Linked DNA regions of Mus musculus: all the other regions are linked to region 1. A link is a contact called in public HiChIP or PLAC-seq and promoter capture Hi-C data. All regions are on one chromosome and are shown on one strand. Each heading gives the region's core, a stretch centred on a gene start, on an enhancer-like site or on the middle of the called end of the contact. The rest is flanking DNA. Distances are from core to core; before and after follow the strand shown.

The links. Promoter capture Hi-C pulls out the DNA fragments that hold promoters and counts their contacts. HiChIP or PLAC-seq counts read pairs in DNA pulled down with a chosen protein or histone mark.
Region 2: an H3K4me3 HiChIP or PLAC-seq map of stem cell-derived neural progenitor cells shows a contact between it and region 1, with 6 times the contacts expected there. The contact joins the promoter of Tacc1 here to the promoter of Gpat4 in region 1. A contact is called at or near these places in 5 of 39 promoter capture datasets (the 3T3-L1 cell line, the C10 cell line, cranial neural crest and 2 more) and 3 of 115 datasets of contacts at active chromatin or transcription factors (astrocytes, embryonic forebrain and stem cell-derived neural progenitor cells).
Region 3: a contact with region 1 is called in an H3K27ac HiChIP or PLAC-seq map of large pre-B cells, with 5 times the contacts expected there. The contact joins the promoter of Htra4 here to the promoter of Gpat4 in region 1. A contact is called at or near these places in 4 of 39 promoter capture datasets (the 3T3-L1 cell line, hippocampal neurons, liver and 1 more) and 1 of 115 datasets of contacts at active chromatin or transcription factors (large pre-B cells).
Region 4: a contact with region 1 is called in a promoter capture Hi-C map of 3T3-L1-derived adipocytes, with 3 times the contacts expected there. The contact joins the promoter of Adam32 here to the promoter of Gpat4 in region 1. A contact is called at or near these places in 6 of 39 promoter capture datasets (the 3T3-L1 cell line, 3T3-L1-derived adipocytes, the C10 cell line and 3 more) and 2 of 115 datasets of contacts at active chromatin or transcription factors (astrocytes and large pre-B cells).
Region 5: a contact with region 1 is called in a promoter capture Hi-C map of liver, with 2.5 times the contacts expected there. The contact joins the promoter of Ido1 here to the promoter of Gpat4 in region 1. A contact is called at or near these places in 7 of 39 promoter capture datasets (the 3T3-L1 cell line, 3T3-L1-derived adipocytes, cranial neural crest and 3 more) and 1 of 115 datasets of contacts at active chromatin or transcription factors (astrocytes).
Region 6: a contact with region 1 is called in a promoter capture Hi-C map of hippocampal neurons, with 8 times the contacts expected there. The contact joins the enhancer-like site here to the promoter of Gpat4 in region 1. A contact is called at or near these places in 8 of 39 promoter capture datasets (the 3T3-L1 cell line, the C10 cell line, cranial neural crest and 4 more), 2 of 15 datasets of contacts at CTCF or cohesin (large pre-B cells and pro-B cells) and 2 of 115 datasets of contacts at active chromatin or transcription factors (astrocytes and embryonic forebrain).
Region 7: a contact with region 1 is called in a promoter capture Hi-C map of pre-B cells. The contact joins the promoter of Vps36 here to the promoter of Gpat4 in region 1. A contact is called at or near these places in 6 of 39 promoter capture datasets (the 3T3-L1 cell line, the HPC-7 cell line, embryonic stem cells and 3 more) and 2 of 9 other capture datasets (adipose tissue and liver).

What each region holds. Positions count from the first base shown.
Region 1 is chr8:23,206,575-23,210,054 of GRCm38.p6, reverse strand. Gpat4 (glycerol-3-phosphate acyltransferase 4) reads left to right here and starts at 1,602. Exons shown (of 13, transcript NM_018743.4): 1 at 1,602-1,756.
Region 2 is chr8:25,199,617-25,203,096 of GRCm38.p6, reverse strand. Tacc1 (transforming, acidic coiled-coil containing protein 1) reads left to right here and starts at 1,555. Exons shown (of 13, transcript NM_177089.5): 1 at 1,555-1,975; 2 at 2,891-3,006. The coding sequence starts at 1,812.
Region 3 is chr8:25,037,423-25,040,902 of GRCm38.p6, reverse strand. It overlaps Htra4 (HtrA serine peptidase 4), which reads left to right and starts at 1,941. Exons shown (of 9, transcript NM_001081187.3): 1 at 1,941-2,512; 2 at 2,865-2,964. The coding sequence starts at 2,029. Plekha2 (pleckstrin homology domain-containing, family A (phosphoinositide binding specific) member 2) reads left to right here. Exons shown (of 12, transcript NM_031257.3): 12 at 1-1,759.
Region 4 is chr8:24,947,114-24,950,593 of GRCm38.p6, reverse strand. Adam32 (a disintegrin and metallopeptidase domain 32) reads left to right here and starts at 1,790. Exons shown (of 22, transcript NM_153397.2): 1 at 1,790-1,874. The coding sequence starts at 1,799. It overlaps Adam9 (a disintegrin and metallopeptidase domain 9 (meltrin gamma)), which reads left to right. Exons shown (of 22, transcript NM_001270996.1): 22 at 1-983.
Region 5 is chr8:24,595,379-24,598,858 of GRCm38.p6, reverse strand. It overlaps Ido1 (indoleamine 2,3-dioxygenase 1), which reads left to right and starts at 1,907. Exons shown (of 10, transcript NM_008324.2): 1 at 1,907-2,018. The coding sequence starts at 1,920. It overlaps Gm51565 (a long non-coding RNA gene), which reads right to left and starts at 3,248. Exons shown (of 2, transcript XR_003947523.1): 1 at 2,839-3,248; 2 at 1,415-2,216.
Region 6 is chr8:24,539,053-24,542,532 of GRCm38.p6, reverse strand. Ido2 (indoleamine 2,3-dioxygenase 2) reads left to right here. Exons shown (of 10, transcript NM_145949.2): 8 at 1,888-1,939. Among named protein-coding and RNA genes, the nearest start is that of Ido2, 36 kb to the left of the region's middle. Within about 2 kb of position 1,757, at least 9 of the 459 cell types and tissues checked have an H3K27ac peak or open chromatin away from gene starts, as enhancers often do. A contact at or near this core is called in hippocampal neurons, where this site is marked.
Region 7 is chr8:22,191,152-22,194,631 of GRCm38.p6, reverse strand. It overlaps Vps36 (vacuolar protein sorting 36), which reads right to left and starts at 1,799. Exons shown (of 14, transcript NM_027338.2): 1 at 1,666-1,799. The coding sequence starts at 1,761.

The DNA.
Region 1 (3,480 bases), core at 353-2,852:
CATTCACTAGTTCTTTGGGGGTTGTTTTAAGACAGAGTGTCACAGGGCTAGTCCAGGCTGACCTGGACTTACTGTATAGCTAAAGGTGACATTGAACTTCTGATCCTCCTGCCCTTACATCTGTGGAGTGTTTCAGTGAGTGTTAGTTAGCTATCATGTTTCATTTTGAAGAAACCATGACTTTAAAAAATATTTTCCTGTAGTCATTCCTCAGCAGGTAAGCATTGTAAGTAAGCATCAAATTAGCACATTCAGGGGTTGCACTGTATTAGAATTCTTGATTTTAAAAACTGCTTCAGTTAATCTGCTCACAAAAATCTGTTAAATCATTTTTGGCTTGGGATTAGGGCAGAATCTCTAATAATTTCTGAAATGTTCATAAACTTACTAATATTGTTTTGTACAAGGTATTTGTGAAACGGTGTTCTCAGCATTGACAATTATAAAATTTAAAACGTTGGGAAACTTTATGTTTTATATCCTTTGGTATCAAATATTTAGCTGATTTCTTTATATTAAGAGTGGCAGCCGGGCAGTGGTGTCGCATGCCTTTAATCCCAGCATTTGGGAGGCAGAGGCAGGCGTTTTTCTGAGTTCAAGACCAGTCTAGTCTACTGAGTGAGTTCCAGGACAGCCAGCGAAAAAACCAAAAATAAAATAATAAATTAATAGAGTGGCAAACACATCCATCTCATTAATATGCAAATTTGCTTTAATAGTTAATATAGGAAAGCTACAAATACATAGCAAAAATGCTTTTAAATAAATTTATTATCATTAAATATGTCTTGTATTCCTGTTATAGTTACATACCTGGAGTTGTGTAAAAGTTTGTGAAGAAATCAACAAATGGAGGTTTAAGTCCTGAATTAGGGGAAAGGTTAGGTACTCTTGGAAGTATACAAAAGCAATAAACTCGGAGGCTGGGAATGTGGCTCAGCTGGTCGAGTGCTTCTTTTAGCATGCACGAGGCCCTGAGTTCCAGCCCCCAGCACTTTATAAAACTTGGGACGGTAGTTTATTCCAGCACTTCAGGAGGTGGAAGCAGTCGGTGCAGAAACTGAAGGTCATTGGGCAATTCGCAGTTTTTGAGGCAAGTCTGTATTACAAGACGTCCTGTCTTAAAAGGGGGTGGGGTGGGCCAAAGAGGCGTGTCCCCCATCCCTTCTTTCTCTTTCTTCCACTATAAAGGACCCACGTCAGCAAAACAAGCCTGTCTTTGAAGCTTCCAGTCTGAGGAGAGGTTAGTTAGAACTGTGGCTGGGTTGGAAAACTGCAGTTGGCCAACCAGCCAATTACGTTAAGAGAAGCTCCGGGATGCCCGGGTAGTGCTGGGATGGTGGCTAACGTTTCGTGGCCAGCCGGAACCGAATCTCACACAAAGTCCCACAAAGACTCAGTAAATGAACCTCGCCATGCCGGGTTCTCCCTCTCCCCGGGAACGATGCCTGTTCTGGACACAGCTCAGACAGGCCCCGGTTGGCTTTCAGAAAGCGACCTCGGCTCACGCTGGCGAGCATCAGTGCGAGGAGCGAGCATCGCCGGAGCCCCGCCCACCCTGGGGTCCTCCGGGAGACCGCGCAAGCGCGGTTGGGCGGGACTCGGGGGCGGGGATTGAGGGGAGTGGGGTCCACGTCCAGCGGCGTAGACAAAGACGGGCGGGCGTACGCACGCTCTTACGTACGCCTGGGCCGGCGGCGGGCAGGGCAGGGCGGGAGCGGCAGTCACCGAGGACTGGAGCCGAGCCTCACGGCCGGTGAGTTGGATGGACCTGGTCCTACCGGACGCCCCCGGCCCCGGGCGGGACGCGGGGTCGGCAGCCGCGGGCCGGGGTCCCGCCGGTGGGGCAGCCGCTGCCGGGCGGTCCGAGCTCCTTCACGCCCGCTTGCCCCACTCCTGTCCTTCGCCAGCCCCGCTCCTCTCCTCCCGGGCTAGCCCCGCTGTCCTCTTGCCGCCTCATCTCCTCTCCAGTCGCCCGGCTCCTTGCCGCTCGGCTCCTTGGCTCAGCCAGCCCCGCTGTCCTCATCCGGCCCTTTCTTTCCCTTCCCTCCTCTCCTCGGCCGCCCCGCTCCTCTCTCCCCGACCGGTTTCTCTCCTCCTCAACCGACCACGCTCCTCTCCGCAGGCCGCTCGCCGCCTCGGCCTGGTGTGGCCCGGAGCTGAGGAACGTGGCTGAGAACCCGGCGTTAGATCACGTGGAAACGGGTTTCCCCCCCAGAATCCGTCCTTTATCCCGTGCTGTGCTCACACTGTCTTCTTTTTCGGGTCTGCCCCCTCTCCCCCTTCCCGCATTGGAGAGTCCCAGTGTCCAGGTTTGCCCCCGGATAGGGGCAGCCCTGCTTGATGCTACATGACTTTCCTGAGCCACTAACTAGAACTGCCACTATTCCAGCCTTCTTCACACCCCAGACTCCCTTTCGCCTTGGTTCCATGCCCTCAGTGGTAGTAGCATCCTACCTGGAAGTTTGACTTATTTATTCACTTTCCATCTTACTTGGATATTACATTGGTGACTCACAGGTTGTAGAATAATCTATGTGAAATTGTCAGGCTTCGCGGACGTTAAGTTCCATCCCATACCCATCTCTTGCGTATTACCGGTAGATAGCCTTTGAAGAACTTTGGTTTCGCTCGTTTTCCTTAATTTGAGCAGAACTTTTAAGAGTCTCTGCAGAGTTAGCGTGTCTTCGAGATTGTATCGCAACCCCGTAAAGACAGGCATAAAAATCACTGCGACCAAAGACTATGGTCAAAACTGTAATCCTGCCTGCTAAATTATCCTTCCTCTTTCTGAGAGTAATTTTTCAGACCTATAATTTGGAGAATTTCAAATATGCAAAACCAGGAACGTATGCTCATTATTATATATGCTCAGTGACATCTGGGGTTAATCATGCAATATCTGCATCTTCATTTATTTTACTTCTTCTGTCTCAGGAAGAAACAAAAATTTAGCACTGGAGCGCGCGCCGTGTGTGTGTGTGTGTGTGTGTGTGTGTGTGTGTGTGTGTGTTGGAGGTTTGTGGTTTATTTAATTTTACCAATGAGCTGTATATCTCCCGTCTCCATGTTTTTGATAGACAGTGAGCCTTTACAAGTCAAAAGTAGCTTAAGTTTCAAAATGAAGATTGTAGCATTGCATAAAATCGTAATATGTTTTTGTTGAAAGGTACCCTATTATTAAAAGTTCTTCCTTGAGCTGAGGTGCTGGCTCTGAGTAAATGCTATATAAACATGAGGACCTGAGTTCAGATCCCCAGCATCCATGTAAAAAGCCAGACATGGCTCTCACCTGTAGTCTCACTGCTGGGAGGCAGAGACAAGAGGCTCCTGAGAGCCATTTGATAAGATTCTGGTTCAGTGATAGACTCTGTTCCAATACAGTGAAAGGACTAGAGAGATGGCTCATCAGTTAAGAGCGCCTGAAACTCTTGCAGAGGAGCTGGAGTTGATCCTGGTACCATATGCTGGTTTACATTT
Region 2 (3,480 bases), core at 306-2,805, 2.0 Mb before region 1:
CAGTGTGGACTTGTGTTTGTACCATCTCTTAGGTGTTCTTGGGCATATCAAGGTTATATCTGGGTCTCTGCTGCTGATGGTTTGGGAAGCAGGATTAACCAGGCAGAGAAAGCCCTGAGGGACAAACTGTAATTCCGAGAAGTTCTGGAGTGCAGGAGCTATGCAAGGCACACGAGGATCGGGAGGAGGGAAAAAGAGGGTAGCAGTCTCGAGGAGGAGGAATGATCAAGCCCAGGTAAGGACTTACATGGGTACTATTTTCAAGCTACAGGGGTTTCTAATCTGAAGATTTGCTTGATCATAAACCCAAGACAACGACAGTTGGATAGTCTTGGCATAGTTCTTGTAGACCTAAAACAAAATGACTTCCGCTCACATTTTTAAAAAAAAAGTCTTTCAACACTTTTGACAGTCGTGTTTATCTCAGGCAAGAAGCAGTAATGGGCTCTAAAGTATACTCCTGCCTTTTTTTTTTTTTTATTATGGTAGGATACCTGCCAAGCCTTATCTTACATGTTTGCTTGTCTTTGTTATGAAGTGTATAAGACATTTGTGATTCATCTGCAGTACACGACGTGGTGCCAGCTTCTTTCAGGGTAAGCTCATGAGCATCCTGAAAATCTTCGCCTGACTTTGTTCTGAATTTTGGAGGCACACTCTCTGTGGGAATTGTAGCCACCTCACAGATTCTCTGAGACTGAGAAATGTCAGTATTATGGAAAACACACTGATGAGCTAATGGTCTCAAACTTGGCTTTGGAGGAAATGAATTCACTGGGAGAGAGGACCTGGGGCAGTCTCTTAGTGGAATCCTTCAAAGATAAAGGGGGGAAAATTCTTCTCTTCACCTTCAGAGGTAAAAGCCTTATTCTGAAGACTGTCACCAGATCTTGATGGCTCTGTACTGAAGAAGCAAAGGACATCAGAAACCAAGGACCCAGGAATTATCTGAAAAAAGCCTAAAGTTATGAAAAGAAAGAACAACAGGAAACGGCTCAGGCCGTCTTATCAGGGGGCAATTTTGCATCTATCCCAGGTCAGGGCACTCCGGAGCCCTCATGAGTGTGGCTTGGTGAGGGCAAGACAACTTCAATTCTTCTGTAACCTGGGAGCCTTCCAAATCCTGGGCGTAACAAGGATGGCGCTGACCAGTGTCAAGGATCGGGTACAACACTCTACAGAGGTTCTGAGTTGTTTTGTTTTTAAATAAGGGGCTTAACTTCTGTACAGCGCAGCTTCAGCCACGCCATTAAGTCCTAGCGGCAGGAAACACAGATAAAAGGGGAAGAGGAACAGCGCCGCGGCGCGCACACGCTCGGAAATGGACGGCGGCGGCGCGCGGCGCGCGGCAGGCGCGGATCCCGCGGGGAGGGCGAGCGCGGTCGAGCAGCCCCTGCCCAAGGCCGGGCGCGACCAGCGCGGCGGGGGGAGCGCGCTTCCAAGCGGCCGCCCCCGCGCGCCGCGCCAGTAGTTCGGTCCGAGGGGGCGGCTCCAGGGGCGCGGCTCCGCGGCGGCCGAGGCTGCTCCAGGCGGGAGCGGACCCCAGAGCCCAGCGACGCGGAGCAGGGCTGGCGGGGGAAGAAGCGGGCGGGCGAGCGGGCACGCGCGGGGGCGAGCTTCGGCGCGGCGGCCCGGAGGAGCGGGGGCGAGCGGCGCTGCGGGGCCGTGGGAGGAAGCGCTGCGCCCGGCCCGACGGCGCTCGTTGAGCCACATCCGCGGGTCGCCGGCGACGTTGCCGGCGCCTGTCAAGGCCCCTCCATTTTGAAGGAAGAGGCCGCCGTTCCCCCACCGCAGGGGCGGCAGCCGCGCTCATGGCGTTCAGTCCCTGGCAGATCCTGTCGCCCGTGCAGTGGGCCAAGTGGACGTGGTCCGCGGTGCGCGGTTCGGGCGCCGGAGAGGACGAAGCCGGAGGTCCCGAGGGCGACCCCGAGGAGGAAGAGGACTCGCAAGCCGAGACCAAATCCCTGAGTTTCAGGCAAGTACACCGCATCCCAGCCGAGATGCAGGCGGGCGCCATCCTCCCACCGCGGTCAATGCTGTGTGCGCGCAACCGTGTTCCCGGCTCTGCTGCCCGCAGCCGGGTCCCCGCTGTGTACCCGAAAGTTCGGGATGTTCTGTCTGCCCGTGTGCTTTTCGTCCTCTGTCTTCGCTGTAAGCTTTCTGAACCCAGCCCCGAATCCGCAGTCTGCGCATCCCGGTTTGCCTGGGTCGCTTTCTCGAAGCGTCGACACCCCGGCTCCGACGCAGCGGCACCGGGTAGTGGCAGTTGATAAGGCCAGGTGCGATTTGTAGCGTTTTCCCCTTGTGGGCAAGAAGTCGCTCCACCGCCCTTCTTGGCCCCGCAGTGTCCTAAAATGCAGCCTTGGTAAAAGAGGATCGCGTGATGACAGGTCCCTGGCAGCTGGTGAGAAATGGTGGTCTCTGCTGAGCTGTCACACGTGTGATTGTGGAAGGCAGGTGACGGCATTTTCAGCTTCCAGTGACTTCCAGACAGGTAGAGGCCTACGGAGAAGAACAGTATAGCTAGAATTGGCTTAGTTTGGGGGGTGGGGCGATATTAATTTTTACGCCCCTGGAAAGGGTTGATTGGGAAGTCTTTTTGTGTGTGTGTCTGTGCGTGTGAAAGGCAGCGATGACAAAAAAAAAAAAAAAAAAAAAAAAAAAAAAAAAAAAAAGGTCCTGGTGAGAAGCTTCAGAGGACGAAAGAGATTTCGGGGAGCTAGGATGCTGGGCATCGCTGAAAATGCTGCAGCCGTTCTCAGGCTGGGTTGAGGATTGGTTGGTTGTAAAGTTAGAGGCGCTGTACTTGCACTTTGGTGGCTGAGTACGTTTTAAAGGCAGTTGGAAATACCGTTGACTGTGGTAATGCCTCGTTTTTCCCCCTCGGCAGCTCGGATTCTGAAGGTAATTTTGAGACTCCTGAAGCTGAAACTCCAATCAGATCGCCTCTCAAGGAGTCTTGTGATTCATCACCGGGATTGGCAGAACCCGAGGCCAAACCCCAAGGTAACAAAACTTGAGTTTTCTACCTTTTTGGTTTTAACTTAAAAAAGAAAAAGAAAAAGAAAAATTTAAAAAGGATGTGTGCGTGCCCTGAGGACCACTTCAGACAGGATGAACTGGCTCCTTGCTGATTTGGATTTGTTTTTGTAACATAAACGTTTTGATCATCTGATGATCCAAAGCTTGCTTTATTCTCTGACTAGAGACTGTATGAGGTCATTTTTTTTCCCCCAGCCACTCCTGTTAGACTTCCTTCTAAACCCCGAATAAGTAAAAAAACGTAGCAATGGCTGGTCTGGTTATGTTTTAGATTTGGCCTCAAAGATTTCAGAGACTAGTTGTTTTCTACAAGGGTGTGGCTAGACACCAAATTATAGGTAAGAGTTGATTTTTGAGTTAGCAGTGTTAGGCAGTTTCAAAATTGCTTGCTTTTCTCTCCCACAATGGACCAGCGGGGAACCCTTCAGTCTAACCAAG
Region 3 (3,480 bases), core at 692-3,191, 1.8 Mb before region 1:
GGGCTTCTTTCTCTTTCTGTTCATGATCTTGTGTGTCTCCCATCCCCTAAAAAAAAAAAAAAAAAAAAAACTTTTGTGTGTTTTGGTTTTTCAGGGTTCGGGGATTATTTATTTAGGAGCGAATAAGGTTACAACCTACTTCAAAAGTCAGTGCCCTTTGTCTCTGGTTTCAGCTTAAAATCTTCCCCTAGAAAATTCTTTGGCTGCTCAACAGAATTGCTCAATGTGAAGATGAGGAACGAATGAAAAATAAATCAGGAACTCCTGAAGGGCCTCGAACATGCCCTGGCTCAAGGAAATGAGGTCATCTTTTGGCGTTTAAATTGCAAAATCTGTCTGTCCCTCTCTTAGAAACTGTTGGCTTGGTTATTAGTGCTGCATCAACGGGTCCTTACAGAAAGTTGAGAGGTTTCGGTACACACTCTGAGATCATGTTAAACACAATGCGGTGTATATTATGCAAACAAAGGAAAAGTACAGTTTCAGTGATCCTAACCAGCCCATACATGAGACTTGCAAGTTAGAACATTGTTAATAGCGGTGCCCAGAAAATATAATTATCTTTGTGAAGCCTCAAAACATTTAAAGTCTCAATTCTTGTTTCAGAATTCCCCTTCTGTCTGTATTTACACACATACACACACCCTTTAAATTTGTTTTTTGCTAGAGTCTTGCTACGGAGTCCAGGCTGGCTTTGAACTGATAATCCTCCTGCCTCAGCCTCCTGAGTGCTTGGATTACAAGTCTATGCCACCATATCCAGCCTAGGACAGTATTTTAATGTGAGCCAAAGATGGTGCATAAACCTTTAGTTTTCAAGGTGTGATGGCGTGTGGGTTTGTGGTTAAGCATAGATTGTGGATAAATCCGAAGGGATTTCTGGATTATAAAAGATACTGCATTTCCTGTGTGGAATAAAAGCAGTCTCTGGGGTTGGGTCCTTCTATAAAGCTTCGAAGGTATTGTTCTCTGTAGCTGAAGTATGTCCTATCCATTACTCTTCAATGCTTTGGTGGACTTGCTTACTCGGGTCAGGTGATAATCAGGGGAAAAAAAAAAAAAAGAAGCGTGTGTTTTTCATTCTCCGAACCACACCGAGGATATGGGAGACCGCAAACTAAAGTGGCACCTCTGGTCAAAGTGGCGGAGTGACAGCTCTACTTCCAAGTAGAAGGCTGCCCCTCCGGGAAGATTTAAGGTCCATCGTCCTAGTTTACTGGAAGCAAACTGGTTTGGTTTGGTTTTCCCCTTTCTACACAGGACTTATATGACCCTCTGAGTAAGCAGTGGACTGGTAATTGAGCGGTAGACTTGATACTTGTTTTCAGTGTCAACCAAATAAACAGCTATCTGGTAGCAGACGGCAGTGTTTTTGAAATTAGGCTTCCCATGTCGCCTGTTTAACCTCCTCCCCCACCCCCACCCCCCAAAATCTGTTTTCCTCAGTCCCTCGTTCTCTCTCTGTGTTATTGCCTGCCTGAGTCAATTATAGTCACTTATACCAGGTAGGCGTTGAATCAAGTGAATATTTGGCAAAAACACACAGTGTGACTGCTGGGCCCTCTGTTTATGAAGGTGTGGCATGCCCCGTTTGAGCCAGTGTTTGAGCCGTGAAACACCTCCTGCAAGCACTGAGCTTAGTGCATGGAAACTCCAGCTTCTTACGTTGTGTGAGCTCCTAATTGGTATGTAGCAAAACGTCATTTTCTAAAAACTGGTTGGTTGCTTGTTTTGTAATAAAAACATGTGAAATAGGAAATCTGGTTGTGTGTTTTCCTGGTCAGATCTCGTGGCCGTGGGTGGGTGGTCACGTTTCTCCCTTGCCCCAAGACTGGTTTTTGAGTGGACCCCTCCCTTCATGGCTTTGGGGTGGGTGGCCCTTGTCCTGGGATGGCATGGGTGGTGGGTGATATATGGGTGTGTGTGTGTAGAAGTGAGCCAGACTCTGACCTTTATAAAGTCCGAAGGCTGGCTGAGGCAGCATCCAGGCCAGGAAAAACAGTCGAATCGACGAGGTCAGGGAGCAAGATGAGCTTCCAGCGGTTGTGGGCTGTGCGAACACAGTTTCTCCTGCTGTGGTTGCTGCTACCAGCCGTGCCTGTTCCGTGGGCCGAGGCCAGGAGGTCCAGAGTCTCGCTGCCCTGTCCCGATGCCTGCGATCCCACGCGCTGCCCGACTCTGCCTACCTGCTCGGCCGGCTTGGCGCCGGTTCCCGATCGCTGCGGCTGCTGCCGAGTGTGCGCCGCGGCCGAGGGCCAGGAGTGTGGCGGGGCGCGGGGCCGGCCGTGCGCCCCAAGGCTGCGCTGCGGCGCCCCGTTCTCCCGGGATCCCTCGGGGGGCGCGTGGCTGGGCACCTGCGGCTGCGCGGAGGGTGCTGAGGATGCGGTAGTGTGCGGCAGCGATGGGCGCACCTACCCCAGCCTATGTGCGCTCCGCAAGGAGAACCGAGCCGCTCGCCAGCGGGGCGCGCTCCCGGCTGTGCCAGTGCAGAAGGGTGCCTGCGAGGAAGCAGGTGAGCGGGGCGCGGGCGAATCTCCTGACACTTCTCTTACTTTTCAGAGGGAGATGAAGTGAGTGCTCTAACTTCGCTCGCTCGCGAATTCAGTGGGCCTTCCTTCGCCATCTCTAGGGATTCAACCTGTTGTGGTTGTTCCTGGTGTTCTTGCCTGGTTAATTTTGGTCTCTTTACTGGCTGCCACTGGGCTTCCCTTTCTCCTTTTCTTCCCTCTGGTAGGACAGGGAGGGTCCTTTCATCTCCTGGTCTGGAGAACCTTCAGAGAAAGAGGGACGGGGAGATGCTGGGGAATTTTGAGATGCGACACCTGCATCCAGGGACGCACTCACCGTGGACCGTTTATTCACAGGGACCACAAGAGCAGGGCGGCTCCGGAGAAAGTACAACTTCATCGCCGCAGTGGTGGAGAAGGTGGCGCCGTCTGTGGTCCACTTGCAGCTGTTCCGCAGGTAAAGGTCCCATCTAGGATCAACTACCTCACCTGCTGGTTGCCAGATTTCTGACCATTAAAACCGCTGTGAGGAAACACAGATTCAAAGAGTTGGCTGGGGTGTAGGTGGGCAGTAGAATTCCGCAAAGCCTGCAGGAGACCTGACTTGCTAAGAGTTATTTCGCTAAAGAGCAAAGAGCCAAGCGCAAGGATTCTGGCTTCTAAATTGAAGCTACAGCAGTGCGTATTGGTGACTGGTGTTTCTTTCTCCCCGGTATCCCACAGCAAAACTAAAGGCTGACTGTAGGAGCTAGTAGTGAGCATTTGGTGGGCTTGTTTAGCCTTAGCACTCGCTTGCATGCAAGGAAACCCAAATGGAGAGCAAACTTAGTTTGTTCTGAGTCACAACGCCAGTTGGTAGTGGGAACTAAGAGCTAGATTCTGAGGCTGTGGCAGTAGTGTGAGCACAGGGTTAGCACCAGGTTTGGCCTGTTCGCTGCAGATGACAGACACACAGGTTCCCACACTGATCTAA
Region 4 (3,480 bases), core at 541-3,040, 1.7 Mb before region 1:
AGTGTAAGCTTTGTCACTATGCGCTAAACGTAATCCTGACTTTTTGACCCCAGTTACCATTAATAGTTTCTGGTTGACCATTTGAACATGTATTAACTTAGGAAGACTAATTGCCAATAACGTCTGCATTTTCATCTTGCATGGATTAACAGCCATTTATATGGACTTATGTCTCTTAATGCACAAAGAAGCAGATATCTCGAAGGAGCTTACACAAGAACCACAATTACTAGATCATGATATACTTGGAAAGTGTGAAATATGGTGTGTACTCAGTTATTGGCTTCCATTTTTTATGATCTTTCAACTATAACAATTATGATAGAAATCGATTTAACACAATCAGTTATGGGCTTCCATTTTCAAATATCTTTTCAACTGTAATGACTATGACAGGAACTGATTCAACTCTCAATTTTCTTTATGCATCATGGTAAAGCATTGCAGCAGTGTTGTTTTGTTTGAAGTGCACACTCTATGGTACGAGGTGTTTAGTATACCCAAGCAGATAGGTGTCGATCGAACAGGAGCAGGGAGAATACTTCCAACAGTTGAGGTGTTACCAAACCACTTGAGAATTCATGAGCACTTTAACTCTAAACTCTGAATTTCAAAGCTTGATGTGAAGTCCTCTAGAATGTTTACATTTACTAAGGTGTGCTGGGTCCTGTCTCTTTTGACTAATATTTTCGTAAACATTAGGCTGGAGAAAGGAAGGAAGCAGTGGTTTCCTTAGATAACTACAGAATTATACTGGTCTCTGGGATTACTCTCTCAGCTGTATTAAAATGAATTTGTACTTTGAAAGGAATGATATTGACACTAAAATTTTAAACATTTAAATTTTTTCATAATCTTTCATAAAGAAGTTTAATAATAGGTATATTAACTGAATTTCATTAGTTTTTTAAAATAATATTGTTTGTGTATATATACATATTAAAATAAAAACATTTACAACAAATAAAATACTTGAAATTCTTGTTTTGTCGTCCTCTTTATAAATACATAACTATTTGGGTTCTTCTTAATTTCAGTGTTAGGGCTTTTGGCAAATGTGACTGCACTTAAGGAAAACACATTAAAAGATAGACTGTTCATTTTTTTTTTTTTTTCAGGATACTCAAGTACTTTAGCAGTTGGGTGTGTACTAACACTGGTGAACCAGCCCTAGTGAGAAATATGGCGGTGTTGAAGGCCACAAGCCCTCAGAAATACTAAGGAGAAAGTAGTTTACTGACAGGACTCTTGACTTAAGAAGCATGTGACTAGGGCGCTGCCATTCCAGCTAGGACAAAGGCTAAAATGTAGGTTCTTATGTCAAGGATCTGCCATTGCTGTATAAATTAACCATTCTGGTAAGCTCCTAAAAAAGGAAGGTATATGAATTTTAACTGAAGTGCCACGGAGAACCAGGTTGGAAGGAAGCCTGGCGGTCCATGGGAGCAGTGTGCCTGTGGAAATGTAGACCCCAAGGAAGAAAATCAGTTTAGGCTTTCTTGAAAAATTTGTCCACGCATCTTAAAATGCAGTCGTAGTTTAGCCTTAGAAAGAGTATAAACGTATGTGTGTACTTTTTTGACCTGAGCGCCCTCGCAGCCTCTCCAGTACTGCGCATGCGGGTTTCATTGCGAAGCAGCCTGGCTCTGTTAGAGCTGGGGTAGGTGGTGGAGGGGGAGGATGGAGGCGGGGTAGGGGGTTAGGGCGCTCCAAGGACGTGGCCCACGGTGGCCCCTGGCACGTGCCCCACAGCCCCGCGCAACGGCTTTACAACTGTCTAGGTACTCCAGGAGACGCCATGCTGGGCGCCATGCTGCACACACTGCTGCTGCTGCTGCTGGCCGAGCTGGGGGCCTTGCTGGCATCAGGACCCGGTGAGCGCTCCGCAAGGCGGGTTCTCTGAGATTGGGGGCACTTTTCTTGTAGGTCTGTCGTGCACATCATAAAGCTCAAAAAATGGACCCCAAAAGAACACTTCCCAACAGCTTCTGGAAACCACTTAAACTAAAAAAACAAATACCCAGTTTCCACAAGATAACTTTACTAACACGATGTACATGCAATAATAGTTCTTCTAGAAATAGGAAAGAAAAGACATTAAGCCACAAACCCCCAGGCTCAGAGAAAATGCAGCGGTGCGTGGAAGCTGGGAAGGGGCAGAATCTTGCTTAAGTTTTGGAATCAAGTAGGGCTCGGCTACTTGACAGGCAATGATCAAGCTGTTGTGAGTCCAACTGTCCAGCAGGTGCCAGTCCAACGCTTGCCTCTAGCTCTGAGGTCTGCTAATTTGTTGAAGCTGTGGAATGCATCTTTTGAAAGGTGAAGAAGGCATGGTTGGGGCTCTGAGTGTTCTCTTCCTGGTTTATTAGAAGTAAAGAATAAAGAATGTATAGCAACATCTAAAATATCAGCCTCATATCCTTTAGGTGTTAACACGCTTCAAAACTAAGAACCGTTCTTGGGGGGGGGGGGGGAGTAGAAAGTTGGCGTCGCTTTGCATTTTGTGGATCTCCTGAACCTGTGCTTCAATAAAGGACAACTAGGTTGTGTAGCTACTGCTTCCAGTCTTGTGCTGCAGGCTTGAGTAGAAGTGCAAGAAGGAGAACTTTAGAAGCCTTTTCAAGTAGTTGTGAGCTCTCTGCTTACTACACTCACACTGGACAAACGGAAAAAGAATAGTTGCAACGTAGAATTCAAAAACATACCAGCGCCGAAACACACCAGCGCCGGGCGTGGTGGCGCACGACTTTAATCCCAGCACTCGGGAGGCAGAGGCAGGTGGACTTCTGAGTTCCAGGTCTGCCTGGTCTACAAAGTGAGTTCCAGGACAGCCAGGGCTATACAGAGAAACCCTGACTCGAAAAACAAAACAAAACAACAACAAACAAAACAAAACAAAAACACACCAGCAAGCTTTACTATTCTTTATTTTTAATTAAAATATATCACTAATTCTTTTCCATTTCCTCCCTCTAATCTGTCCACCCCAACTCCCTTGCCTTTTTATTTAATATATACTAAATCTCTCTCTCGATATCTATATCTATATCTACATAGATATAGATATGTATATACCAGCAAACTTCATGAAATTCAATTGGATATAAATATTGAATTTTGATTATTTTATGTATGCATATTTTAATATTTTAATCTATTATCTTTAATTTTTAAAACTGTGGGAAATACAAAAAATTGCCAACAGCTTTTAAAAGATTTTTTTAAAAATTTAAACTTTATTTTCCGTATATGGGTATTTTGCCTGCCTACAAGTCTGTGTACCACTTGTGGGCCTGGTGTGCTTAGAGGTCAAAAGAGGGTGAATCAGAGAAGGTTCTCTAGAACTGGGGTCACAGGCAGTAGTGAGCCACCCTGTGGATACTGGGAATTGAACCCTGGTCCTCTGGAAGAACAAACAGCCAATGCTCTTAACCTCTAAGCCATTTCTCCAGTTCCTCAAACTTTTTTTTTTTTTTTGAA
Region 5 (3,480 bases), core at 658-3,157, 1.4 Mb before region 1:
GAAAAGCCATCATAAACTAACAATGTCAGAGCTGCTCTAGACCTGTTCCAGAGCCATGGTTCATTAATTTGCTTCAAGAGCTAATGGTCTGTTTGATAAGCCTGCACATTGTCTTTTAATGTGCTATACGATTTTTTTAACCCTTTCTGGTCATCAAAAGGGATGATGTGGTTTCTGGTTTGGTTCGGTATTTCACAAGAACAAGTCATGGCTCTACAGAGCGAGACACTTTCTTTTATATATATATAAAAATATATATATTTTATTACGTATTTTCCTCAATTACATTTCCAATGCTATCCCAACAGTCCCCCACACCCTCCCCCCCACTCCCCTACCCACCCATTACCACTTTTTGGCCCTGGCGTTCCCCTGTACTGGGGCATATAAAGTTTGCCTGTCCAATGGGCCTCTCTTTCCAGTGATGGCTGACTAGGCCATCTTTTGATACATATGCAGCTAAAGTCAAGAGCTCCGGGGTACTGGTTAGTTCATAATGTTGTTGCACCTACAGGGTTGCAGATCTCTTTAGCTCCTTGGATACTTTCTCTAGCTCATCCATTGGGAGCCCTGTGATCCATCCAATAGCTGACTGTGAGCATCCACTTATGTGTTTGCTAGGCCCCGGCCTAGTCTCACAAGAGACAGCTATATCAGGGTCCTTTCAGCAAATGCTTGCTAGTGTATGCAATGGTGTCATCGTTTGGAGACTAATTATGGGATGGATCCCTGGATATGGCAGTCTCTAGATGGTCCATCCTTTTGTCTCACCTCCAAACTTTGTCTCTGTAACTCCTTTTATGGGTGATTGTTTCCAATTCTAAGAAGGGGCAAAGTGTCCACACTTTGGTCTTCGTTCTTCTTCAGTTTCATGTGTTTTACAAATTGGCGAGGCACTTTCTTAAAATTAATTAATTAATTAATTAATTAATTAAAAACCCATACAAAACAAAACAACAACAAACCCAAAATCCATTTCATCAAAGTGGACATAAACTTAGGAGTTCTCTGTACACCTTTACCAGAGTCTCAATTTTGTATTGCAAGGAATGTTTTTAGTTATTTGACGCTGCTCTTTACTTTTGAACACATTAGAGAATCTCCAGGTGGGCAGGGCTGAGAGCTTGTCAGGAGTCGGTCCCTGGCAGCCAGATAGAGTAGGAAAGGTGGACCACCTTCCAAGATATGGCTTACAAATCATGTGAAGAAGTGAACCCTCCATTAGCCTTAGCACAGACAAGAACCTAGGGAAGAAAACTAGGGGGAAGGGTCTGGTGATGATCCCCCTCTGTGCTACTTCTGAGGCTGACTCTCCTGTGTGTCCCAGGTTGTGTTTCAGAGCTGGAGAGACAAAACACTGACATTTAAAACAGGACATAAGTTCCCTCGTGTGAAAGCCAATAACGGACAGCTATTGCTAGTTCGGCTGTCTTTATTTTAAACCCAAACTCTGAACGTTTTCTAAAGCAAAATGCATTCTCCTGGTCACCTGTCCTCATGGTTCTTGTCATGTGAGTTGGGCACTTTGTGGCTTGAACACCCAATCCTCCTGCTGGGGTAACAGGTGGCCACCCAAACCACTGATGGGGTGGTTTCCAGGGCCGAGGCCTGAGTGTGCACTCGGTCACCATAATTGGCACTGGGAAGCTGAGGCCATCAGAGCCAACAGTTGATGTCCTTATGGGATAAATCTGATAAGAAACACAAATGTTTAGTTTCTTCATATGACGAAGAGAGATCCTTTGTGGTTTGGTTGTTTATCAAATTGCAAATACATAAAACAGAAAATGAAACTGTCCCAGGTGGAAGCCACTTCTCCCCGAGTATTACGTGTCAGCTGTGGGGTTTGGCTAAACCCTATAAGAGATGCTGGGACATTCCTTCAGTGGCCAAGTGGGGGGTCAGTGGAGTAGACAGCAATGGCACTCAGTAAAATATCTCCTACAGAAGGTTCTAGAAGGATCCTTGAAGACCACCACATAGATGAAGATGTGGGCTTTGCTCTACCACATCCACTGGTAAGAAAAGTGAAAATCTGCTTTGTCCTCATTATTTATCTCGACAGATGAATTTCTAAGTAAGCAGCTCTGTCTCAGGTTCTCTTAAGCGAATGAGTGATGTCAAATTCAGAGCCCACTTACAAAAAGGGAGCCTGGCTGCTCTTCAGTGTTTCTTCTTCTTCTTCTTCCTCAAAATCCAGCCCTTACTTTCTTAACCTGGAAATGTGAAGTGGTGAGGGAAGGGGCACATGAGAAGTCTTTTTAGTTTCGTGAAGGAAACGGGCTCATAGAAGGGAAGCCAGTTTGTCACAATGACTTTTCCAGCACGGTGTCCTGAAACAGCAACATTCAAATGCCCAGAGCCATAGAAACATTTCTCTTCTGAACCTTATCAAATGGATCGATCTGTGCTCCTCACTGATTTCAGTATATGAGATGATAGATCAAGCAACTTTTGTTTCATACTAATAATGCTTGTGGTTTGCCAAGCATAATCCAAAGGAAGGTATGAACAACCTTGATTGTGCTTTTGTGCAAGTTTTGGAATCCAAGTGCGGTGCATGTGGGGGAAATGCCTCGTGTCTCAACCAGGTACAGTGGGAAACAACTATAGTTCCATCACCCAGGAGTCAGAGGCAGGGGCATAGCCTCAAATTCAAGGCCAGACAGTCTTAAATAAAACAAAAGCTGAGAACGCACTGAACAAACAAAAATTATGTCATTAAATTGGACTGCAAAAACGCCACGCATACCAATTTATCATTCACATCTTCATTATCAACACTTACGGAAAATAGCAAAGAAGCAAAATACTCGTTTAGAGGTGCCCCATGCTCACCTAGTCTCACTAAGACCCGAACAGAGTAAGTAGTCAGTCGCACGTTTTGAGCTCGGGTGACTCTAGGACCCAGACGCAAAGAGCCATGGAGCCAGGAAGGCACAGATCTAGGGGCAGTGGGCTAGAGACTGGGATCAGATATGGAAAACCAAGGCAGTTCCCGGGAAGGCGAGGCACGGGTACACTGCAGAATTAAGGGTAGCAGCGAGCCTGTATCAGCTCGCCCAGCCGGGAGCGATCTGAAGCATGCACCCCGCAGTGCTCACGAGGAGCATCCTGCGCAGCTCCCATCCAATCCAGTGGCTTGCTGCTTGGGGCGGGACTACAGTTTAGCATGCAGCCTCAGGCTCTCCCGTCTTTGGGCACCAAGCCTGATATCCTTGCTACAAGTGTCCTGGCGCCTGCATCTTTGGGTGCCCTGGCGTGCCTGGTTTTGAGGTTTTCGTGTATCCGGTCACGAATGTGGAACTGACCACCTCAGGGTTTAGCGCTGCAGTTCTCAACCTTCTTAATGCTGAAACCTTTTCTAAAGTTCCTCATGTTGTGATGACCCCGGACGGTAAAATTATTTTCGTTGCTACGTCACAACTGTAATTTTGCTACTGTTTTGAATTGTAATGTAAGTATCTGTGTTTTCCGATG
Region 6 (3,480 bases), core at 508-3,007, 1.3 Mb before region 1:
TCTTGGTGTCCTTCACCCCCCCCCCTCCGCCCAACTCTTAATTTCTGTTTTCTCTACCATATGGTTCTCTGAGCACTGAGGGGTGGGGGTTGATGGAAACATCAAAGACCATTTATAACTGAGTGTTCCGAGGTCTCTCACTCTCTGCACACTGTCTGGCTGTGGGTCTCTGCGTTTGTTTCCTATCTGCTGCAGGAGGAAGCCTGTCCGATGGTGACGGAGCAAGGCGCTGATCTCTGAGAACAGCAGAACATCATCAAGAGTCATTGTGTTGCGTTTTGTTTTTTGTTTTTGTTTTTGTTTTTGTTTTAAAGTCAATATTATTTAGTTTCCCCCCTAGGTCCCTGGGCTATCTAGTTTCAGCATGTTGGTCACCCAATCAATTTCGGGCATGAATTCCATTGTGTGGAGTGGGACTTAAGTCAAATCAGACGTAGCTTAGATGCTTCTATAAACTTTGTACAACTGCACTAGCATATCTTGCAAACAGGATACCATTGTAGAACAAAGGGTCTGTAACTGGCTATACACACACACACACACACACACACACACACACACACACACACATATATATTATATTATATATTATATATTAATTATATATTTATGAATCACTTTTGAAATATCTACCGAATATATTTTATATTTTCATGTAAATTCTATTGTATCTATCAACATGATCACTTGGCTTTACCTTTAATTCATTAAGTTGTGTAAAATAGTAATGCATACACATCCCACTTCCTATGCAAAGGGCTGGATACTGTACTTAACAATCTGGAGAAGAAGCAAACATCAAAGTCTAGGGGAGGTCCCAGAAAACAGGCTAGCTCAGGGGACACAGTCGCACTGGTGAAGACCACCCTGGGGAGTCACACCCTAGAAGGGAGAGTGTAACCATACTAAGGAATCACACTTGAGGAGAGGTGAGACTACCCTGGGGAGTCACACCTGAGAAGAGAGGGTGTGACCACCCTAGGGAGTCAGGAAGTCACACTGGTGAAGAGTGGGGGTGTGGGATGACCACACTGAGGAGTCACACTTGAGGAAGGGGGGTGGCCACACTGAGGAGTGTCTGAAAGCATTGAGACTGTACATCTCAGGTTATCAGGGCTTCAGAGAAAACAGACAGGGAGAAGAGACAAGAACTGGATTCTGTGCGCAAAGGGGGAAAAGCAAGCAGATGTGAAGGGTGTGCTGTTAGAGTTTATCTAAAGATGTTTCTTTCAGAAATAAAGAGATATAAGCTTTAATTTGGATGAAATAAATGTGGTCTAATTTCCCAGAATGTAGAGGAACTCACTAATGTAGCAAGATTGGCCTTTCAAAGCAGACCAAAGACATTGAGAATTAAGATAGCTATGATGGCGTGCTTCCTTAGGTGGAAGTCCTATATGGAATCCCATACTCCCCAAATGTGACTGGTCGGTGCAGCTTGGGGCTAACAGCTCTGTTGACCTGTGGTGACCCCTGGAAAGCCCTGTGGGATAGAGGAACTCCTGGATGTCAGTCATTTGCTCTGCCTCTCTTGTGAAAGCAGTGGTCTCTGTTTTTCTTCCTTCTCTCGGCTTTTCATATTCTCTTGCATATCCTGTTTATTTGAAATGTTTCTTAAAGGATGCTCATAGTCTCTCACTGGTGGTGGTGAAGTACAAAACCCTGCTGCACAGCAAACAGAGGGGGCCAGCATACGGAACGGATTAACAGCCCTATGAGAGCCCACACGCTCTTCAAGAGAACATTCCATCTGTATTTGCTGCTGCCATTCTGGGATCTGCATACATCAGATAGGAGTGGGAAGCCCTGGGAAAACAGCAGGGTCCAAGGCACATGTGGCCAATTGCTTTTTGCCCATGGTAAAGTTCACATTTGATTGCTTTCCAGATTATGTGGACCCAGACATATTTTACTCGGTCATCCGGATCTTCCTCTCTGGGTAAGTACAGCTTAATTGGTTTCCTGCTTGAGACCTGTAGAGTTCCCCAGATTTGTGCGAGGATAGACAGACAGAAGCTTCCTAAAGTAAGAAGTATAGCAAGTGACTCAAGCTGGCAAAGTCACCACCTGGGTCCACTCTAGGAGGCTGGACCCCAAAATGATCAGAAGGAAAAAGGTTCCAACAAAGCTGGGAACTTAAATCCAAAAGGGGCAAAAGGGGCTGTCTTCAGCCACCAGAGGGAGACCATGGACCCTCTGAGAACCCCAACGTGATGACAGGGGCAAAAATTAAAGATGGGAGAGAGAGTGGGCAGGGAGAATGTGGGGAGGAGATGGAAGGGAGGGTAGAGGAGAGAAAGGCTGGAAAATGATAGCTACTTCTTTGTCCCTTGACCTTTGAGGACATAGCATTCAGGGGACCCATCAGGAGACAAGAGTCCAGGCTGTCACCTGACAGAACCATCAATGCCTTGATCTTAGACTCCCTCTCCTTCGGAGTTGTGAGAAATACAGTATGATTGATCATATTCAGCTTGAAGTATTTTGCTATGGTGGTAGCAGGTACCCTTGATTTGTCTCACGGCTATACACTTCTCTGTCTGTCTGCCTACCTCGCATGCCCCCTGCTCCATCAAGCACATGTCTTCACCCAGTTATTTCTACCTTGACAAGCTTTAACCAGGTTGCCATCCAATTCACCAACCAACAGAGCCGATTCACTTTTGAACGTTTGTGTCTTGTTGACTTGGAGGTGCCGGTGATGTTATCAGAAGCATCCAAGCTGTGCCTGGAGACAGCAAGAGACAGACCAGATGCCGAATCTATTACCATTACTGCCAAGTCCCATTGGGAGAAAAACTAAAGTGTGCATTCGTGCATGTGTGCGTGTACGTGTGTGTCTAGAACTGAAAATTTTATTTCCTTGCAAGTATCAGACTAGAGTTTTCCTGGCCTGCTAGGTCCTCTGTTGCCTCTCCCCACCATGTCCCCAATTTGACTCCTGACACAGCACTGGCACTTGGCATTTTTCTAGAATTACACATTTTCCTGACTTTTCTCTTGACTACCGCCAGAGGAAATTTCTCTTAAAGGGGCTCCTGTGGCTGTGCTCAATCTAGTCGGATGAGTCAGGGAAATTCCCACATTAAAGCTAAACTGATCAGTGGCCTTAATCCCATCTGAAAAGTCCTCCTGCCCTGTCCTGTAATAAATATATCATGGTGACCGGAACAGCTCATAGTATTAAGAGTCCTAGGAATTCGGTTGGGAACCTTGGGGAGCTATTTTTAGAATCCTACCCTCCAGTGTCTTTCAAAGGAATCATTTCTACTTCCTCTTGGCAGAGACTTGATAAGAACCAGAAGGGGACTTTGTTTGCATCGACATAAGTTCCGGGCAATGACACTTTTTATCTGGTATTTGGCATAAAGGCCATCCCTCCACTTCAAATGCTGAGACTGTTTACTGTGCCGCTAAGTGGCTGTACAAGATCCTAAATGTAGCTGTAGTTTCAACAAACATCTGGATTGTTGGGAGTTT
Region 7 (3,480 bases), core at 550-3,049, 1.0 Mb after region 1:
TTCCAGGACAGCCAGGGCTACATATAAGGACCCTGTCTCAAAATGGGGAGGAGGGCGGCTGGAGAGATGGCTCAGCAGTCACAAGCATTTGCTTCCTGGTCGAGGACCCAGCAGAGCACATGGCAACTCACAACAATCTTTAACTCCAACTCCAGGGGGGTCTGATACCTCTGGCCTAGGCTGACAGCTGCTCTTACAGACCCACATGTTAGGCACATAATTAAAAACGAGGAAAATGTTTAAAAATAAAAAGACGTCATGCTCAAGTACTTCTAGCATGTAATTTGGCCTAACTTTAAGTGTCTCAGCCAATCTGACTTACACAAAACCAAACAACCGAATTTAAGAATCTCTTTTTTGTTAATTAGTAAAAATTCACATTTCCAAAACAAATGTTAACTTGAAAGTGCACGATGGCCGCTCAGTGGTGGGGCACTCTTTTAATCCCAGCACTTGGGAGGCAGAGGCAGGCGGATTTCTGAGTTCGAGGCCAGCCCGTTCCACAGAGTGAGTTCCAGGACAGTCGGGCCTATACAGAGAAACCCTATAGAAAGAAAGAGAGAGAGAGAGAGAGAGAGAGAGAGAGAGAGAGAGAGAAGAAAGAAAGAAAGAAAGAAAGACAGAAAGAAAGAGGAGAAAGTGCACGATGTGCCCGTAGATCACACAGTTCTAAGAACCATTGCATTTTTCCTCTAGAAATCAAAGCTTAGGCTATACATTTAAAGCTCAAGCCAGAGTCTGTACCACTGCTGTGTCAAGGAGCAAGGGGGAATGTGAAAGGCTGTTGCTGTAGTGAAGAGATTGCTCAATCGTTCCCTTTTGGGGTCTCCCGTGGATTATTATCTCAACCTGACAGACCAGTTAGGCTGGTTTTTACTTGCTACTCAAACCCAGAACAGTCTAAGTTTACTTAAAAAGTAAATCAAACTTTACTGAAGCAGTCTCGGATAAGAGCTTGCCTCGAAAACAATAGGAAAATACCCTAAGTCAGAGCGGACCTGGGTTAGCTGTAAGCACTGACTAGGTGTATCAAACTCCAGAGCGAGGGAGGTTTCATTTCCACCACAGCGAGGAAGACAGAATGCCTCAAGTGAAAACTGGAGACTAAAAGTGCTTTTGGGGACGCGAGCTCTTTTGCCACTCCTGATTTCAGGTCGTACATTTAATTCAGGACAAGATGGCATGTGGTTTCCAGGCACAGAATACATGAATTCGTTGTTTTTCTCTTATCCTTCGCGAGCCCGGCTCTTAAGATTTAAGCTTGCATTCCAAGGCAAGGGCTCACTGCATGACTTCCTAGAACAGAACACGAAGCCTCAAGCCCACTTCCTAAAGTAATTACAAAGCAAGCAGAAAACCCCATGGGGCTGGACCCTGCTGCCTCCTTCGGAAATCCTTCCGGGCGAGGGACCCCGGCTCAGCCCAGAACAAATCATCACCGGTCCAGCAGGAGGGTGGGGACGGCGTTCCGGTGGCGCGCTCGCTCGCCACAAGGCGGAACTGTACCGTCCCGGGCTGCGACCCGCCGAGACCTCCGCTCGCCCGCGCCCCGGCTCCGCTGTCCACCGTGCGGCTGGAGCGGCGGGCCGAGGCCGGTAGCCCCAGGGCCGAGGGTGAGGCCCTGCCCAGCACGAGGGCCGCGGGTCGGCGCGGCCTCCTCCCTACCTTCTCCTCGCCGTCGTAGACGCGCACCCCGCGCTGCTGGATAACCAGGGTCTCGTTGATCTCCAGGAGGCCGCTGGTCCACACGAAGCGGTCCATGGCCGCCACCCGGCCGGCTTCTGCCGCTCGCCGGTGCTCCCGGGCTGCGAGCGGCGCTCCCTGGTGGCCGGCGGGGGTGGGGCGCCCCGACACGGACAGGCGGCGCCCCCTGGCGGCTGCCACTCGCGTGCACATTTGCTCCCCTGTCACTGCCAAACTTGTTGACATGCTTGTTAAAAGCTGTAAATAAGGACTTTTTTTTTATTTCTTCCCAAATAAGTGTTGACAGCAGAGGTTGTGTTTAATATATCTGTAACCAGCATATTATGTAATACACTCTTCTCCGGTTTTTGTTTTAGTCTAATTTTTATTACATTCTGTTTATTTTATGAGGGTTTGTGTGCGTCGGGAACATGCAAGGGCTAGCCTGTGGGAGTCAGAGGATGTTTAATGAGAGCTGCTCCTTTGACCGTGTGGATCTTGGGAGATCAAACTTAGGTTATGAGGCTTAGCAGCAGGCTCCCTTACCAGCTGAACCACCTCACCCACCTACCCACCCACCTTTAAAAAATGACCAATAGCTCCAGATAGATGGAGGTGACATGGAAATAAAGCACCAAACATGCATTTAATGCGACAGATATACATGAAGGCAATATACCCATACACATAAAAAATAATTTTCTTTTTTGTATTAATCATTTTATTCATTTACATTGGAAATTATATTCCCCCGTCCCAGTTACACGTCCACAACCCCTCATCCCATCTCCCCTTCTCCTCCGTCCCCTTTGCCTCTATGAGGGTGCTCCTCCACCCACTCACCTACTCCTGCCTACACTGGAGCATCAAACCTCCGCAGGACCAGGGGCCTCCCCTCCTATTGATGTCAGATAAGGCCATCATCTGCTACATATGGTTTACAATGGTTGGCTGAGAGCATCCCCCTCTGTATTTGTCAGGCTCTGGCAGAGCCTCTCAGGAGACAGTTATATCAGGCTTCTGTCAGCAAGCACTTCTTGGCATCCACAATAGTGTCTGGGTTTGGTAACTGTATATGGGATGGATTCCCAGGTGGGGCAGTCTCTGGATGGTCTTTCCTTCACTCTCTGCTTCACACTTTGTCTCTGTAACTCCTTCCATGGATATTTTGTTCCCCCTTCTAAGAAGGATTGAAGTATCCACACTTTGGTCTTCCTTCTTCTTGAGCTTCATGTGGTCTGTGAATTGTATCTTGGGTATTCTGAGCTTTTGGGCTAATATCCAGTTATCAGTGACTGCATACCACGTGTGTTCTTTTGTGGGTTACCTCATTCAGGATGATATTTTCTAGTTCTGTTTGCCTAAGAATTTCATGAAGTCATTATTTTTAATAGCTGAATAGTACTTCATTGTGTAAATATACCACATTTTCTGTATCCATTCCTCTGTTGAAGGACATCTGGGTTCTTTCCAGCTTCTGGCTGTTATAAATAAGGCAGCTGTGAACATAAAGGAACATGTGTCCTTGTTATATGTTGGAACATCTTTTGGGTATATGCCCAGGAGTGGTATAGCTGGGTCTTCAGGTAGAACTATTTCCAATTTTCTCAGGAACCACCAGATTGATTTCCAAAGTGGTTTTATCAGCTTGCAATCCTAACAGCAATGGATGAGTTTCTCTTTCTCTACATCCTTGCCAGCATCTGCTGTCACCTGAGTTTTCTTTTTTTTTTTTTTTTTTTTTTTTTTTTTTTTTTTTAGACAGGGTTTCTCTGTGTAGCTCTGGCTGTCCTGGAA